Linked DNA regions of Mus musculus: region 1 is linked to region 2. The links are chromatin contacts, called in public Hi-C maps. All regions are on one chromosome and are shown on one strand. Each heading gives the region's core, a stretch centred on a gene start, on an enhancer-like site or on the middle of the called end of the contact. The rest is flanking DNA. Distances are from core to core; before and after follow the strand shown.

Region 1 (5,893 bases), core at 2,000-4,499, 310 kb before region 2:
AAATATTTCTACCCATCTACCCCCCAAATTAGACAACCCAATTAAAAGTGTGTAAAGGACTTGAATAGTTATTTTTCTGCAAACACATACATATAGTCAATATATGTATGTATATACATATATATATATTATATACATATACACTCACATATATTCTCAATAACACTAACAGTCAAAAAATGCAAATCACAACCAAAGTGAGTTATCACCTCGTGCTCATTAGGATAGATATAAGGAAAATCACACAGATGTGGCAAAGTACAGAAGTGTTTGTAGTATTGGGTGAGGCTGTAAACTAATGTAGCTGCAGGGGTGTGGGACAGGGTGGTACATTCATAAAGCAATAGTAGCTCTAGAGCTCTGTGCACATCAGTGTGAATGTGCTAACCATTACTTATCACACCCTTAAAACACACAAAAGATATGGTTTAAAGAAAACACAAATGGAATTAGGGTGTCACTGAGTTCTTTGGCATTCAAATGTTGAACTTGCTCTAAGTTCCAACCTTAACAGCTAACTAAGGCAGTTCAGAGGAAATCAGAAGGCACACATCTGTGCACAAAATCCTGGCACTACCCTTCCAAATTCACTTTCATTCAATTCTCATCTGTCAAACAATATGTAAACTTTATTACTAATAAAGAAAGATATTAACAAAAACTGTTGCCAAACAAAACCTTATCTAAAATCCAAAGATCCTGATAATTCTACCCTGCCACGTAATTCTATTAATTCTGATAATTCTAGTCTGTCACATCACTCAGAGACTGCTGGACTTCTTAGGTGAATTAGTGCTACACTGTCCTTTCAATAAACTGCAACTCAGCTGATCTGAATACATGTCAAAATCAGTTTTTTGTATGGCATTTAGAATTCAGTAAGGTGAAGTACTTAGAAATTATAGTTTTGAACTTATGTATGATACATATTTGAGTTGAATAAGTTAACTTCTTTGTGAGAAACACACTCTCAAGAACGAAACAAGCAGAATGCAAAAGAATAGGGAAGATAATTAGCATTTAATAAGACTTGCCCCACTTCACTGGAAAGATTGCAGAAGCAAAGTTAATAAAGCTAAAAGTAGGTTAATCTCCTTTTTTGTCCCTTAAGCCTGCCATTTTAATATCTTTATTGTATCCCAAGTGTGCTCAGGAATAGAAAAGTCTACCAATGATGTTTTGTCCGACTACATTCAACAAATACTTGAGGACTCCCTGTCTCATACTCTAAGCATACAGCTGGGAATGAAACCAATTCTCCAAATTCTTGCAAAAGAAAGCACTAGTAGCCTTTCTTTTTGTTCCCACATATTGAAGACATATTTGGGGGACTGGAGAACGGAATGAAATTCAATTCTTCCTACACCAAGAACCTTCAGTTGCCTACTGTGGAACAAATTAGCAACGGTGGTCATTTCCCAGCCTTACCTTCTCTTTGTGGCCTTCCACTTCCTCAGATGCCAGCAGGATGATGGCTCTTAGGTATAAAGCCTCACAAGTAAGCTCCTTTGAAAGGATTCATTGAAGGAGTGGTGCCAGGACAAACTGGCAAGGGAGTGAGGGAAGCCAGAGAGAGCTGGAAACGAGTTGATCAGCAGTGTGGTCTCAGCTGGAATCTGGCTCCGTTCAGACTCCTCAGCTACACAATGAATTTCTCCACAGTATGGTTTCAGCTAGAGGCCAGTGTGTAGGCTTTGTAATTCCAACATCATTAGTTGTCCATGACTGCCTCTGAGAAGTTAGGAGACAAAGGGATAACCTCTTATCAACTTTTACCTCTGGTTAAGATGGCCCTATCAGGTAAGGACATAGAATACAGGCGCCCAAGACCAGAAAAGGAACTAAGCAGGACCTCTCTATATACAGCATGAAGCCTCAGAGCTTTAAAGGAAGTACCCCAAAGTGAAAAAAAAAAAAAACAAACAAAATACTCCTTCTTTAGAGACATAATCTTAAAAGGCTTATGATGATGCCTAAACCGCTCTCTCTCTCAAACAGAAATTCTTTAGTCTTTAGTCTATTTCCATTCATTCCCAAATCAGAGCACATGGTGATTGGTAAAGAGAGCTCTTGAAGGATAGCTGAGTTGATCTCTGCCTGACGGGTAATTTAGTCCAACAGATGAGATGGTTCAGATCGTAGTATCAAGGAGATCTCTGTCACCAGTAATCTTTTGCAAATGACTTGCAGTGACTTGGAACAGATATCAATAGACTTGGGTGGATCCCATAAAATTACAAGAGACATTATCTTCATTCTCCCTATGGCTTTGATCAGGTTACATAGAAAGTAATCTTTGATGGGAAAAATTGTTGGTTTAATGTATTAATGGTGTGACCTACATAGGGAAATGAAATAGGAGTGGGTCCATTAGCTGAGTAAAGGTATATGTTCAGAGGTTAAAAAATCCTATGCACTCATAAGCCAGCAACTCTACCATTGTGAAACATTTCCCTGAGAGCACAAGCCACTAGTTCCTGGGTAATAGACCACAGATGGAAGCCAGGTTGGCTCAGTCTTGTTCCCAGGATAAAGCCCAAGATGTCAGTTTGAGATCGGATTACCGTGGAGCCAATCTTCAAAGTGTGATCATCCTATAGGCATTTTTGCTGATTGAGAACACTTAAAGGAGTCTTTATGGAAATGGGGGAGATAAAATAGAACTGGAGAAAACATTTTTTTATAATCTGAGTTGAGGCTAATATCACATGAAAGTTTGTTGGCCACCCGGTTATGTCCTGGAATTGAGGCAAGAGGCCAAGTTTTTATGCCCCAGTCATTGAATCACAGTAGGACATCATAAGCATTTCCTGGAGAGGCACATCTCTACAAAGAGCAGCTGGAAGGTACGAGCCTCCACCCCCAGTGCATCTGGTCCACCAGCCGGACAGAAGGGGCGAGGCAGGCACCAAACTGGCTCCATGCATCTTCCATCACTTCATGTGAATACCACAGGATCAGAGGCCTAATGCATAGCAGCCGAAGGAATTGCTTGGAAAGGAACAATCACAGCTCCCACCCACAGCTTCCATGTGGTCTGCTGTCTGCTTTTTGTTTTTTTGTTTTCTAGTGCCTCGAAATGTGAAATCGATCAAAGATATTTTTAAAAAATACGCTCCATTTTAGGTTATCTCTAAGGAAGCCAACCTTCAGTTCTCCAAGGAGGTTGCCAAAGCTATAGATATACTCTGTGTTCATTGAGGAGACTCGCAGCTTCAGCTAGAGCTGCTCCTTTCCAGTCTGTGAGGCAGAGCTCTGCTGGGAAAGCCTACTTGCTGGAGACCCCTGTCCTCAGCACTGTCTGTCCTCCTCCAGCAGGTCCTCACACTCAGGGATAATATTCTGGTTTGTTGCTATGGCTACCCTACTCTTGATGGCCACTGCGGGCTTTAAATAGCCATCCAATGCACTGTTGGGTAACATTTTGTTGTGCTTCCCCCACCAACCCCATGAGTCTTTCCCCCTTCTCTTATCATTGCTGAAATTCAAATGTTTTTTTAATGAGTTTTAAAATATTTGCTTTAAAAAGGAAAGGCCCCAGCAGAAGGCAGAAGGCAGAAAGCAGCTAAATGCAAAAATGGCAGTCATAGTACTACAACTGCAAAGTTCCTCAAAGCTCTAAATAACCCGTACCTATCCTGTTTTACCAGAGGCCCTTTTGTCTGTGAGAGGTTCTCTGGGCTGGTAGTCAGAGCCACAGGAAAAAGAGAATACTGAACCATGTACATGCTCCCAGCCCTAGAAATGACAAGATCCTCATTTTCAAAAACTGATTTATGTATTTTTAATGTGTCCATTTGTGTATGCCTCTGTGCAGATTCTGTCGTCAGAAGGCAGAGGAGGCTGTCTGAGCTGTAGCTACCAGATGTGGGTGCTGAGAGAATCAGATCCTCTGTAAAAGCAGAATATACTCTTATTTGCTGAGCTATCACCCCCATTCTAAATAAAATCTGTCTGACAACTTGTTTTATAGCCCATTAAAGAATATGAACAGTTAGCAAAACAACAACAACAACAAATCACATGTGTGAACCTGTCTGACATGGTAGTATAAGGGCCGCACTCTGGAGGCTGGGGCTGGATGATTTCAAGTTATAGGCTGCTGTGTGACAGACCTTTCCTAAGAAGACACACCACACAAGGCTATTTACCCAGGAAAGGGAACACGTAACACACCAAAGGAATGGCTGTGACAAATTCAATTTTGTGAACTAATGGGTTTTTATTGTATTACTAACAGGAGTATGGGAGAGGGATTACTTACAGGTACTTACTCAAAAGCAGCTACATCACTGAGAAGCCCACCCCACGGTGTGTGAAGACCCACTAAAGATACAGCTCTGAAGCTTTCTGCACAGCTTATTGGCTGCTCCACTCTGGATATCTCTTCGCATTGCAGTTTGGCAGTTCGAATCCCCTCTTCCCCTCATCCATCCCTTTACAGATGTTTATCCCTTTTGATACTACTGGGGGGGGGGCTCTCAAGAATCTTTCAAATGTATGTTCTAGCAATGTGACTTTCACTTCATCTCCTGTAACTCATGAAGAAACATTTCAACTCACTGGGAATGTTTTAATTCAAAGGAAAGCACCGAACAACTCAGGCCAGCCTGAACTACAGAGTAAGAGTTTCTGGTGTACAAAAGTTTATAAAAAAGAAGTCCAAAGCAGATTCTTTAAGTCACAGATCATATCTCCTTAGCATTTTCTGTTTCCATGGATACCGTTTGTGTATCTTTGCCTGGTTGTAGAAGCCTGTCCTGACACACAGGTTCTGGAATGTGTCAGAAAGACAGCATCTCCTAGGGGTGTTCCTTTGTCTAAAGCTCATGGCAGTGAGTGTTAAAGACCTCAGATTCCTCTCCTCTTAGATAGGAGAGAGTGGGCCTACTTTTCACCTTGCTGCAGTCTTCTCTGCAGGTGTTCACAGTCTTAGCCTTCACTTTCCTTCCCTAACACTGTAGAGCTTGACTTCTTTTCTAGATGAACCTAAGGCTATTTTTTTTTCAGATTCAATCTCTGGGCAGCCCCCCAAAAAACCACATAGTTCAATTTCATTTGTTTCACAGATCAACAATAGATGGCCAAATTGGGTGGAGAAGACAGAATCAGATATTTAAATTTTATGTTTTTCTTCTACATTAAAGATAAATTAATTCATTATTTTTAGTGATTAAAAACATATTTCTTACCAAGCTCCTAGAAAATTATAGGCAAATTCTCAAAGAACAATAAACCAATTATGCAAAACTTCTATTTATCAATAGAGTAATCTGTTGGCCAGAGAACTGAGGTGATTAATTCAAGGGACCCTGGCAAGGTATTGTAGACCAGTCCTGTCCCAGGATATGAAAATGATCCCCAAGATGACATAACACTGAAAAAGGGGGGAACAGACCCAAGGCTGCGGTGCCCTACATACTGGCAGGCTCACAAGTGTAGATAAGTGGCTTGGTCTACATAGTGAGCTCTAGGACAGTCAAAGCTGCACAATGAAACCCTGTTTGAAAACAAACAAACAAACAAGCAAAGATTTTTATTTGTTTATTTATTTATTATTTATTTATCTATTTATTTATTAGAGCAGGCCCTGCTTTCCTCAAGCTAAGGCTAAGGAGTCAGCTAACATTTGAAAAGCTTCACTACCACTCTTGTGATTTTATGTACCCCTTATGGAGATCGTGTTGGTTATAACCTGATATAGTTGCATCTATGTATCTGGATTTGAACACAGGACTTGATGTAAAAACCTAGTTTCTTTCTTAGCATTAACTGTCATCCTGTCCTAGAACTACCTGAAAAACGGGTCTCAGTTGAGTATTGCCTGTTTCCGATTGGTCTGTGGACATTTCTATGAGAGAATGTCTTGATTGATGTAGGCAGGCTCAGGCAA
Region 2 (6,247 bases), core at 1,252-3,751:
TTTGCATGTCCAATTTTGTGGGTAAAATATATGTAGTCAAAGATGAGATACTAAGTTCCACTTCTGGTGGCATTAGACAACACAGAAGGCATGTGTCGTCCTAGTGTTGCTAGCTAAACAAGGTACATCACTGCTCTCATTGTGAAGTAAAGGTCTATTTCTCTGAAGCCTCCTTAAAGTGTCCTGCTTTCAGAAGGAGAACATCCCTATTAAACAGTGTTTATTCCAGAAAGCTATTTTTCTTTTAAAATGTCCCTAAAAGCAGCTCACCACGTGAGCTCTTTGCCCCTAGGCTCTAGGCTAAGGAATGGCTCTAACTGCCTGCGACATTCCATAGGACTTCCCCGAGCACAGAAGAGCGGTTCTAAGACCATTTACAAGGCAAGCAGCACCCCCTCTCTTTAGAATCTCTCGCTTACAGGAAACTCAGATCTGACTGAGAGGCCAGCAGAGCAGGAACACAGCACAAGAAACTCTTTCCAAACACACACATCATGCTTACTTCAGCATGGCGAGGAAGGCAGCAGGTTCGACGTCTGGGATTCGGATTTCATCTTTGTCCTCAGCGAGTTCTCCGTAAAACATTGCATGGAACACTGAGCTCCCGACAGCGAGGACGTACTGTGGAGAAAGGGAGAGCTCCCTTCACACACTACACTGAAAGCATTTGCAGAGTCAATCCCCAAAACCACTAGCCACTGAGGGCCGGGGGCACGTAAGGTACATAGCCCACCGTCGTAAACAGCCAGGCTATGGTGCACTGGACAGGGAGCATGAGACTGTCACACAAAGTGGGCTCTCCATCAATATCTCAAAGCTTTGACATTAATATACACCCCCACCCCACTGGGAAATAAATCAAACCATGGGCTCTTTATCGGATTTCTATAGGTACAGTAAACAGAGGACTTTCCAAGCCAGTTACAACATTTCCTAGCCCTGGAGAGTGAGAAGCGCACATTTCTGGGTGATATATACAACCGTGTAGAAGGAAACAAAGACAAAATGAAGTGTGGCCAAAGGTCTATATTCTCTGTAACTGGGCGAACCATGCAGTGGCTGCCGGCGGGCTGCCTGCCCACACCAAGCTCTGTGCTGACAGGGTCCCTCTATGTAAATCTCAGGACTAAACCGGTAATGCAGCTGTTGCTTACTTTGTGTCCTGGCAACCGCTGAGTCCCACCTGGTGGCCCAACCACAAAATGTACGTCTGCCATCAAGTCATTATTGAACATCACCGCATTTCTACAAACAAGAGGCGAGTCATTAATTCACAACAGCCTGTATTCTTAGCAGCCCTTTCCCCAACATGCAAAACTTCAGAGTTAAGCTAAGCAACAACAGCTCAGCGTTCCACTCCCAGCTAAAGAGCATACAAAGGGTCCAGCCACACCACTGCCTGAAACCACTGCAGACACATGGCAAGGAACTCAAGTTTTAAAAGTTAACTAAACTTTTACAGGGCTTAGGACAAATGAAGGGTTTCCTGTCTCTGTGCTCCACAGACACAAAGCTGCTGCTTAAATGTTACAGCTTGCAAAAATATTTTTATCTAAGAGGAAAACAGCTGTACTGCTTTGGAAAAGATACAAGGCAGCTTTCCATTACCAGTAGAGCCTCTGGGGAAGAGGAGCAGGGATTCGTGGTAAACTGCATTACAGTCATGAAAAAGCAGAGACTTCACCACCGGCAAACTTTGAGAGTAAACACGCTAGCCTGCCAGCAAGGGCGCTTACCTTTCTCGGATGGTGGGATAAAGACCCTGCCAGTTGGGGGCCGGGATGAGGTTGTTGTTACAGAGGTTGTGCTGGTGTTGCTGCTGGACAGTGGTGCTGCTGGAGTTGGCTGGCTTCTTACGGGGGAATATATCAGCAGCCATCTTCTTCTTCTTTTTAGTCTTCAAGGTAATTATTTCATAACAAACTGGGGGCAACTTGCTGCTCCCACTGCCAACGCTGCCGCCGCCGCCGCCGCCACCGCTGCTGTTGGCTTTCTTTGAACCTTTTTTGGACCTGTTCTTTACTGTCTCTGGAAGCATCAAGAAGAAGGTGAGACATTTCATGTTCTTTTCTTTATCATCTACCATGAGTACAGGATGTCTCTCTTTAGAGCTAGATCTCGCAAAACTGCTCAAACATCAAGGCAAAGAGGCTAGCCGGAGCTAAGATGTTAACAGAGACCGGCAGGCTGCTTTCTTCCTGCTTTTCCCAGCCAGGCAAGGTGACCTTTTCACTATGTTGAAGAGAAACTGGCTTTAAGTTTTATCCAGGACCGGATCTGTTAAATACATTCCCATCATGATTCCTGGTTTTCTTACTTGCGCATAAAACCAGCCGTTCTCTGGATCACCTGCAAAGCTGAGCAAAGGAGGCAGGCAGAGAGAGAGCTGAGGCGCTTGCTTTCTGAATTAGGTTAGCAAGATGTGGCGAGCCCAGCGAGTCAGTACGGCCGCGGCCGGCCGGTGAAGTTGTGTGGTGAATGGATCGGGAGAGGAGAGTAGGTATTACAGCCCTGCAGACGGAGTCAGACAGCCAGAGCTCCGAGCCAATAGCTGAAGCCACCAATCAGGATTGGATGAAGCCAAACAGTGACACCTATTGTAGCATGCACAGCTCTGATATTAAAGGAGCAGCAGTTACATTCTCTTTTCTACTGTATATTTAATTAAGATAAACAGCAAATGAAAGACATTTGCAAACAGGAAGGGAGGGGTTTATTTCTCTTTAGTACAGGAACATTTTCATTTCAACCAAAACAAGCAAAAGCCATTAACAAAGAATGGGAACACATATGTCTAATCTCTCTTCCTGGCAACAATCTTCCTCCTAGCAGCATTTACTTGCAAGTATTTTGAACAGGATCTCCTAGACTATAAAGCCAAAGGGAACCAACGTACTGAAATTAAACCAAACACATTTAAGCCCAGCCACGGCAGGGGAGGGGAGGGGTCTTTTTTTAGTCTCTGGATGTTTTGCTAAGGCTCTGCATTTAGCTTGCTTCCAATGTTTTCTAGCTCGGCACTGATTTTGGACCTGTGTCCCAGGTCACAAAACACAGTTAATTACGATGAGCTTCCACCAGCACACTTAGCTGTACTCAAGCATAAGGCAGACTGTAGATATGACAATAGCATTCATTCAAATGAGACAACTCTGATAATTAGTGCTTAAACCCTGTGATTCACTGCAGATAAGTCAGATAGGGCACTGCTCAGGATCTCAAAATCCAACTCAACTCTTAAGGCTACATTTAATCTTGTCATACAAATTTTAAAGAATCCGTAAGCTCTAGCACAGCACCAGTAGAAGGGCTATTTAAAATGATCAAAGTCTCCTATTAACTAGTTAAAAGGCAAAAGATCTCTTTGCTTTAGATGAGAATAAGGCTTCCCCGGCAGCTGCCAGTAAAACAGCATCTACTGGAGCTTCATAGTTTGTAAAGGCAGACTAATGACTAGAGTGACTCCCGCCCCATCTATGGGATTACTCGGGTTTGTTCAAAGTAGAGAGGCTATCTGCTGCCTCTGGTCCCTGATCCTTCAGAGTCCTAGCCCTGTGTGCTATGTAACATTCGCCTGCATGGAGACTCCTCAGCAAATGAGAACACTGTTACTATAACTAACAGTATTGCATACCAGAATAAATTTTTAAATCCCCTAGCATCTTAGTCCTAAATCATTCCAAAGGCGTTCCTTTGTATTGTCATTATTTAAAGCCATTTGAAAGCCTCTGCGAGCACAGAGTATGAGACACAGGCAAGGTTACCTATCCCCATTGTTGATGGAACCAAGTTGCTGCTTATTTATGACAATTATTGTATTCTAGACTGCAGGGCTAAGACACTGCACATCAATACCCTTGCAAATCACCTTCAGCTGTACTTTGAGGATAATGTTAGAGATATGATAACCTGTTATATGATAACCTGTTGGAAAGCATCTAGAAGGCCAGGGAGTGAGTAAAGAACTTGTAATACAAGAATGGAAACCAGTGTTTGGATCCCCAGCACAGGAAGGAAGGAAGGAAGGAAGGAAGGAAGGAAGGAAGGAAGGAAGGAAGGAAGGCGAAGCCCAGCCCAGCAGCCTGTACCTATAACCCTAACTCTAGCAGTAGGTAAGGGTTATTAGTAAGGCCTTGGTAGCCAGTTAGCCTTAGCTCATTGGTGAGCTACAGATAAATGAATAGACTTTGTCTCAAAAAATAACAGAGAGCAGTGGAAGGTCAACCTCTGCCTCCCACCACACACACACACAAACTCGTGCACGTCTATATACATTACATATATACATCACACACCACACAAACATACAGATACAAACATCCACACCCACTACACTCACATATCACACCACATACAAACATCCCACATATCATACACATAACACACAAACACCTATGCCCAACATACACACACACTCTCATAGAGAGACAGGCAGGCAGGCAGACAGACAGACAGACAGACTCTCACTCACCCGCACAGAACACCGAGGAAAAGGCACTAAGAAAACCAGTAGCCCCTGAGTAAGCTGCCTACCAGGAACAGACGGCCTCTCTACTGGCTGCTCAAGTTCTCAATCATACCTGTCTGCAAAGCCCTTCTGATAAGAGGCACTTCTGAGCATAAATCCCAAACATATTTCTAACAGACCCCGTATCTGGCTTCTCAGGTCAGAACTAATCAATTAGAATGGAAGAGGAAACCAGCTGTTTTGAGGCCATCATTATTAACTGGCAACAGAAGAAGACTAAACAGAAGAAGCAAAAGAACAACATGTAAGGATTTGTCTTTACTTATCTTACATAAGGCTATGGCTAACACCACAAAAAGCCTCCAAAACTACAGCTTCTGCATCACTAAGGAGAAGAGGGAAAGTGCATGTAGTAGTTTGAGAAAGGAAATTACATAAGGCTTTAGAAAACCCTCTTTTGAGCCTAAAGAACCCAGGTATTTGGAAAGAACAAGCTTTGTAGAAAAGCTTGAAAAATGAAAAGTAAGAGAAGGAGAACTGAGTTCTATGGACGCCCTAGAACAGTGCTTGCTGTAGAAGGCCACTCTTGGCTGGTTAGGTGGCTGTTAAAAGATACACACACACACACACACACACACACACACACACACACACACACACTCAGAGCTGCCTCTCCTCCTCTGAAGACATGCCACACACTGCTGCTAAACCTGCAGTCCCAGGGCCAAAAGCAGCATGTCCCAGGAGCCTTCAGGGAATTTGGAATCATAAGATTCGGGATCACAACTGCATTTTCACAAGTTTTCCACAGTGTGCACAGCACTGAGTTTGAGAAAGACTTCCCCAAAGATCCGGGTTCTAGGCCTGCCAACATAGTATCTTCAAACAGATGCCCAAACAACTCAAGATAATTTATTCTAGTTTGAACCAAGAATTTAACCTCTCCTATCTTGTTCTAAAATTCTTCTGTTCTGAGTAATGGCACCATTCTAAGATCCAGGTGAGCGGCCAGGCAAGTCAGAGTCTATAGTGTAAGGTTGTCTGGAAGAGATCTAGTCCAGATCCTCAGATGTAAACAGCAGGTTTCAAAAATACCAAGCAGATGAAACAGCCAACCCTTAAATAATCAACTCCCTAATTCTGTCTCAGAAAGCTAGCTGTGCACACTGGCATCAGCAGCAACCAAGAAACTGTTCCATTTTGGCTAAGCCACTTAACTGCCAGAGCACGGGAAGGGGGCTCTGAAATCCAATCAGTCTCTAAGGGACCCAGTTTTCTCAGCTGAACAGTGAGGTTTGTTTGGAAAAGCGTTTCTCCAACCAACGATGCTTAATCCAGTTAGAATCATATTTTATATTCTGACTTAGAGCAGAGCATACATATAAGAGTTGAAAATATAAAGTTCAAGCTGATTTTTTTCTATTTTATTCTTTATGTTTTGATGTTGCTCTTGATACAGTCAAGCCTTTTAAAGACTGATTTGAGAAAGTGAATTATTTTCTGGGGTACTTAAAGCTTTATATCCAGGGCTCCTTCCCATCAATAACTGAAGACTAGGGACTTTCAGAAAGAAAAGATGGTTAGATCCCATGTACTTAACAGAGTGCTCACGAAATCCACCAAACTGCATGCATGTGCGGATGATGTTTCTGGAAGGACAACAGCTGTCAGCTGCCTTTCAGAGTAATGCATAACCCAAGATACAGGAAAACAGAGCCACGGCCCTTTAAGGTACTTCCTCATGCTGTGGTGACCCCAACCTACAAGTATTTCCATTGC

What was found. A called contact is a pair of places that touch in the nucleus more often than the background predicts.
Region 1: a Hi-C map of cerebellum shows a contact between it and region 2, with 3 times the contacts expected there. The contact joins the enhancer-like site here to the promoter of Btbd3 in region 2. A contact is called at or near these places in 1 of 39 promoter capture datasets (hippocampal neurons) and 5 of 484 Hi-C or Micro-C datasets (cerebellar granule neurons, cerebellum and cerebral cortex).

Annotation. Positions count from the first base shown.
Region 1 is chr2:138,584,972-138,590,864 of GRCm38.p6, reverse strand. Gm14061 (a long non-coding RNA gene) reads right to left here. Exons shown (of 6, transcript XR_866782.2): 3 at 1,429-1,731. Among named protein-coding and RNA genes, the nearest start is that of Gm14061, 6.8 kb to the right of the region's middle. Within about 2 kb of position 3,249, at least 13 of the 459 cell types and tissues checked have an H3K27ac peak or open chromatin away from gene starts, as enhancers often do. A contact at or near this core is called in cerebellar granule neurons, cerebellum and hippocampal neurons, where this site is marked.
Region 2 is chr2:138,274,747-138,280,993 of GRCm38.p6, reverse strand. It overlaps Btbd3 (BTB (POZ) domain containing 3), which reads right to left and starts at 2,501. Exons shown (of 4, transcript NM_145534.2): 1 at 1,737-2,501; 2 at 1,155-1,245; 3 at 503-621. The coding sequence starts at 2,086.